2 separate regions of the Danio rerio genome follow, and region 2 is linked to region 1. Evidence: chromatin contacts called from public HiChIP or PLAC-seq data. All regions are on one chromosome and are shown on one strand. The core of a region is the stretch at or near the end of the contact, and the rest is flanking DNA. Distances in the headings are between cores, read along the strand shown. Region 1 holds the start of mark2b (MAP/microtubule affinity-regulating kinase 2b). Region 2 overlaps mark2b (MAP/microtubule affinity-regulating kinase 2b).

What was found. HiChIP or PLAC-seq counts read pairs in DNA pulled down with a chosen protein or histone mark.
Region 2: a contact with region 1 is called in an H3K4me3 HiChIP or PLAC-seq map of gastrula embryo, with 4 times the contacts expected there. The contact joins the enhancer-like site here to the promoter of mark2b in region 1. A contact is called at or near these places in 7 of 18 Hi-C or Micro-C datasets (caudal fin, embryo, hematopoietic stem cells and 1 more) and 3 of 4 datasets of contacts at active chromatin or transcription factors (caudal fin, embryo and gastrula embryo).

The regions. Positions count from the first base shown.
Region 1 is chr7:24,873,546-24,876,394 of GRCz12tu, forward strand. mark2b (MAP/microtubule affinity-regulating kinase 2b) reads left to right here and starts at 1,466. Exons shown (of 16, transcript XM_073908425.1): 1 at 1,466-2,401. The coding sequence starts at 2,351. It overlaps krcp (kelch repeat-containing protein), which reads left to right. Exons shown (of 13, transcript NM_001012366.1): 12 at 1-35; 13 at 151-1,202. The coding sequence ends at 285.
Region 2 is chr7:24,963,055-24,965,903 of GRCz12tu, forward strand. mark2b (MAP/microtubule affinity-regulating kinase 2b) reads left to right here. Exons shown (of 16, transcript XM_073908425.1): 16 at 1-240. Among named protein-coding and RNA genes, the nearest start is that of rcor2, 16 kb to the right of the region's middle. Within about 2 kb of position 1,382, at least 10 of the 62 cell types and tissues checked have an H3K27ac peak or open chromatin away from gene starts, as enhancers often do. A contact at or near this core is called in gastrula embryo, where this site is marked.

The DNA.
Region 1 (2,849 bases), core at 216-2,715:
ATTCTATCATTACTATGCCCACCACATGCAAAAAGGTAAACTAAAAGAATGAAATTAAGATTTTGAATACTCTATCAAGTGCCTTTGGTTGATTATTGTCTTGTTTTCAGCACTCTGATTTGTGACACCTCGTGTCTTTTTGTTTTAAAGGGATCTATAGATGAACAAGAGGAACTTCTCGAGTCAGCCCCACAAACACTGCTGGTTTTTGGTGGAGGTGACAATGAAGGGAGCTTCTTTTCAGACCTGTTCACAATGCCAGTAAAAGACTTAAGCAGAGACTAAACATCTGCATCAGTATTTGGTTTTATATGCATTTTTACATGTGTTTTATGCTTCAGTCTTTCAGATTTGGTCTTTGTTTTTGGAGTAATTTAAAGAGGTTTATTATGTATTCACTCAGGTATTTGTATTGTCGTTGTTAATTAGCTTTAGCTTATGCACAGGTCTTGGGAAGTCACTCTTTATGATGTTATGGAGGATGATTTGCGATAAAAAGACTAATATAAAATAGTGTGGGTTGTTTTGTATATAAGGAAGACTATTTCAAAAAGCTTATTTACTCCCCCTCATTTGATTCTAAAGTGCACATGATGACGATATCTAACTGCAGATGCTCAATATGTGTTTTATGATATTGCAGGTATTCAAGGTGTAGTTTACCCCCAAATGTTAATCTAATTTATTCTTCCTCCTTTTGTTCCACACCACTTGTTTTCTTCAGTTGAACAGAAGATATTTTGAAGAATGCTGAAAACGTTTAGCCATTAATTCTAGTTAACCAATTTCCAGAATCCTTCAGAATGCTTTCCCACAATAATACTGTATGGCTTCAAACTGCCTTTCATATTGTGCACAAGTGCTTTTAGTTTCTGTGATTTCTTCAACATCGCTAATTTTGTGTTCAGCCATAGCTGACAGCATTTGTTTTTGGAATATGATGAGGATGAGTAAATGATGACAATTTTCACATTTTAGGTGAATTATTCACTTAACTGTAGTAGACGGATATTCATTTTCTGATTCACCGTACCAGGGGATTTAGATTTGATCTATGAAAAATCATTGAGGTGTCCGTTTTGTATATACATGCCCACTTTTAGATTAAGTTTCCTTTTTATTTGTGTATGTCTGTATGAAATTATGATTCAGCTGTAAATAATGTCGCTGTTCAAAATTAAAGGTTCTTAAGAAAAATCAAATGTCTTCACTTGTTACGTTACTCGAACACTACATTCACACCATGATTCACACACAGATGCTGTTTCCTGTGATCTGGCATCTGCTGAATTTCAAAATCTCCACGGTAACAACGACCGCATGATGTCACTCCACGTCTACTGTCGCCGTTTCGGCCGCGAATACCGCAGTGCGAGCGCCGACTGACGCCTAGACGATCCGTGCACGGATCCGCCGCCCCTCCCCGTTCAGCCCCCCTCCGCTCGCTCCGGAGATCGGCCATGTTGCCTCTCGCGCTTGTTCCGGTATCAGGCACGAGCATTTGAACAGCTCGGCCGCAGTACGACACCGATCCGCCTCCACTGAAGCCCGTTTCACCGAAGCCAATTATGGATTTTACTACGTGACTGTGAATGTTTCTCTCTGGACGCGAGCCCTCGGCCGTTTTCTTTCATTCAAGAGCCGTCGGTCACCGGGATCCCGTGAGTGGCGGAAGACGGTTTCGTGGATCATGAGGGTATTTTAGGATTGATCATTTTTGAAACGCATTTTACGTCTGCCAGTGCTTCACATTCTCGGTTGTTTTTCTTCAAATCCGCGGTCATTCGGTTTGTCTCAAAGTGACGGTGAAGCTATTTCTCCACCTTTTGTTGACACTTATTGTTTTTGAAGGTCGATATAATTGTGATTTTACTCAATTTTATTTGTGTTATTCTGTCTGTGTGGCCAGACACACATCACATCGCTCGTTAAGAAACATTAGTCTTTCTCGTGTCCTCGTTTCCTGTGGCTGTCATTTATGGGAAGATTTGAATTGTTTTAAACTCCAGCCGATTCATTTGGAAGGCAACATTAAATGTTGGGTCCATGCTTGTTTCTCCAAGAAGACTGAAAATCCGTTATAAAACCTCATTAAGGACTATATGTTTATTTTCAGCCGGAGACTTTAACACAAGTTTTTTTTCCTCCACATATGGACTGATGTTGGGCTTCAACTTGTTGATCTCCGTCTGCGTGGCTAGTTCAGGCTAGCTAGCAACACTGATTACTTCTGTTAGAACAGACACATTAGCCTCTAACGGCAAGCTTATAAATGCTTGTCAACCACTGAAAACGATTTTCCAGTCACATTTCCCCCATTGGCCCTGTTTTTGAAAATCTCTGGGCGAAAATGTCAACCCGGCCTCAAGGAGTAGCTGTTATAGAGAATTCATCCAGCCAGGTGAGACATGTCTTTACACTACCTGCTCAGAAACTAACCGTGGCGTGTGTGTGTGCTTGTTTGTTGCTGCGGATGACGTCATTCTTGCTTTTCTGTTGAACCTTGTTTCTCTCAAGCATGTAATACAAAGTTAGACTGTTAGGTGAGCTGAAAAAGGAAAAACAAGTTAGTTCAGAAACAGTATCCCTGACACAACATGACTTCCCTTAACTGTTAATTGATAAAAGTTTCAAGCTTCCTCAATGTAGATATTGAAAACATAATGGCTGATTTAGCTACAGTGTCGTTTTGTCCATTGGATAGACTAAAAATACCATATGTTTGGGGTTTAGCAAGTGTGTCTGCCAATAAAATTAAGCTAACAGTGCCCCCAATAAAAAATTCTATGGGGCCTTAAGATGACTTCAAAATGTTTTAAGGGGATATTTCACACTCTTATAATGTAGGT
Region 2 (2,849 bases), core at 132-2,631, 89 kb after region 1:
GCTGTTCTCACAAACGATCATTTGTTCAAGGTGCTGGGGATCCAATTATTTTAAGTATTGTTTGTTTCTTCAGGGTTGATTATTTTTATTCACAACATTTTTTTTTTGTTGCTGTAATTTTATTATTTGTGTCAGACTCTGCTGTTGGGTTAGGGGGGGTTCACATAGAAATACACCAAATGTTTTTTTTTTTTTTGTGCAAAGATATGATCGACGATAGTAATAAAACAATTAAACTCACGATGGCTGTATTGAAACTGGTTTGTTCCAATGTTTAATATACCCAACAATGGCATATCTGAGGGTGTTTGACATCACATAGGCTCCTTAAATATATGCAAGTAACCAGGGTGCAAATTATACATTTACGGGGTCAACTTTTTCGATAATGTTAGTTTTTGTAATACACACTTATCAAATGTAGTAAATCAAATGTAGGTATTTGTTTAAATTACATCAAACTTGTTAAGTTTTCAGTGTTTTGTGGGACATTTTGTTTTCTGACCTATTAGCTACTTCTGAGGTTACTGTAGGTCAAACTATGTATCTAAATTAACTTAACTTTTAGGCTATATGTAGAAACAAACTGCTAGGCTATTTCAGGAGAATAAAATGACAATAGTTAAGATGTCTATCGGGGCTCTAGATCTGCTGGCTTCAGACCATTGAATTTTGAGTTTTTTACTGGCAGACTTATTGGCACAATTATGCATTAACAGTAGTATGAACCATTTTATGGGTGGTCAAATTTATATTTATATTGTAATTCATTTATATTAAATTTAATTATTAACATTATTTAAAATACAAAGCAGAGCTAATTATTTCTCAGTATTAAAGAGCTAACCCTATATTAATTTTTGATCAACTATACCATTAAGACGTATATTTAGTTATCCCCATATCAGCTTCCTGAACAATTAGGGCAGTTAAACATTTAATTTTGAACAATTTAGATTTGAGAAACGATCTAAATTTGATCCACGTTTAAATGTATTTGGTCGAGGGCTGAAGGCGTGTCCTCGCGGTGTTTTGGTTTGGATCCGTGAACATAACCTGTAAGTAACCATAGTAACAGTGATGTTAAAAATAATATAGTGAGGCGCGACATTTATAACAGAAGCTGTTACTAAATCTATTTGTAGAGTTCAAGCGCTGTTTAATCTGTCGAATTTTAAGCAACCGACATGAGCTTTCACGTTTAATGTCACCTGATGAGAGGTAGCGAGCTCGCGCGCGCGCACGCACGCACAGCACAAAACTGGCGGGAGCCGCTGAGGAAGATGGCTATGAGGAAGTAAACTTGGCCCACACCTGAGACTCAGTAAGTTAATAAAACTACAATAAAACACTAACCACACACTCACGATACGCCTTTGTGTGATAAACAGGCGCCCTCATGCTGTGTTTACATTTCCGGTGTTCTGTTCGCACTGTTCCAAAAAGCATGGTTGTGTGGCTTGAAGATAACGTTACACAATAAGTTAACGTTAACTTACTTAATTTCCCGTCACAAAACAGTACGCAGATGGCTCAAGGGTTAGCACTGTCGCCTCACAGCAAGAAGGTCGCTGGTTCGAGCCTCGGCTGGCCAGTTGGCATTTCTGTGTGGAGTTTGCATGTTCTCCCCGTGTTCGTGTGGGTTTCCAGGGGTGCTCCGGCTTCTCCCACAGTCTAAAGACATGCGGTATGTCAATAAAATAAACTAAATTAACGTTAGGCATAATGTGTGTGTGAGAGAGAATGAGTGTATGGGTGTTTCCCAGTATTGGGTTGCAGCTGGAGCTTGATTTTACATCCACTGCATAAAACATACGCTGGTTTGTGCGGTTCATTCCACTGTGGCCACCCCTAAAGAATAATAAAGGGCTGAAAAGTAAATGAATGAATGTTAATTTTGACGATATACAATTTGTAAACAGGCCCGTAGCCAGCCTGGTGAAAGGGGTGGTTCTTTTATGCAGTTATGCGCCTCATTTTTTTAATTTAATTATGAGATTCAAACACTGCATTTTATTGACATTTTAAGCAGAATTCTTTTACTGGATTAGCTAGTGGGGTGGTCATCATTACCACACTTTTTCATGTACCAAAACATTTCCTAAAGATTTAGAATAAAGAAAAGCCTAAAAAAAAATATTTTTATAAAAAATAATATTTATTACATCATATATTATTTGAAAACAAATAGGAATCTGGTAAAGTTTTATTTTGAAAACTGTGGCCTATTATTATCATTTATTAGGCAAAAACAAACTGTCCACACATTTAACTTTTCTCAGTCCGGCCATTTCAGTAAAAAATAATTAAAACATAATTATAATAATATTACTAATAATGCAGAGTGTCACAATTTTTTGAGCCTCTTTTGTAATTTTGAAAATTCATGGATAAAACCAATAGCCAAAATATATTCAAATGAATTTAATATAGGCCGCTTTTGGTGCTTCACACCTTTTTATTGGTGATTTTTGTTTCAAGCTCCTGTTAGCATTGGCCAAAACTGATTAGCTGAAGTCACTGAAGCGTCAACCAACAGAGGATTCCGCCTGATCTTAAAGCCTTTTTTATGGGTTATTTTCACTATTTATGATGGCACAGCAGTCAAAATAGGACACATATTTTGTCATGTATAGGACACATTCTTGACTAAAGATGAATTAAAATTGTTCTCTAAGTCACGTTCAGACACCTCACCCCCAAACACTTCATTTTTATGGATGAATCAATAGTTTTAAACACGGTTCACATTCAGAATTAAGCCTTAGCTGGATATTACACTTCATTTAGAGCTGTGTTACACTGCATGGAAGGTCCTTTTCAAAAACCCTTAATAGTGGCTAGTTTGG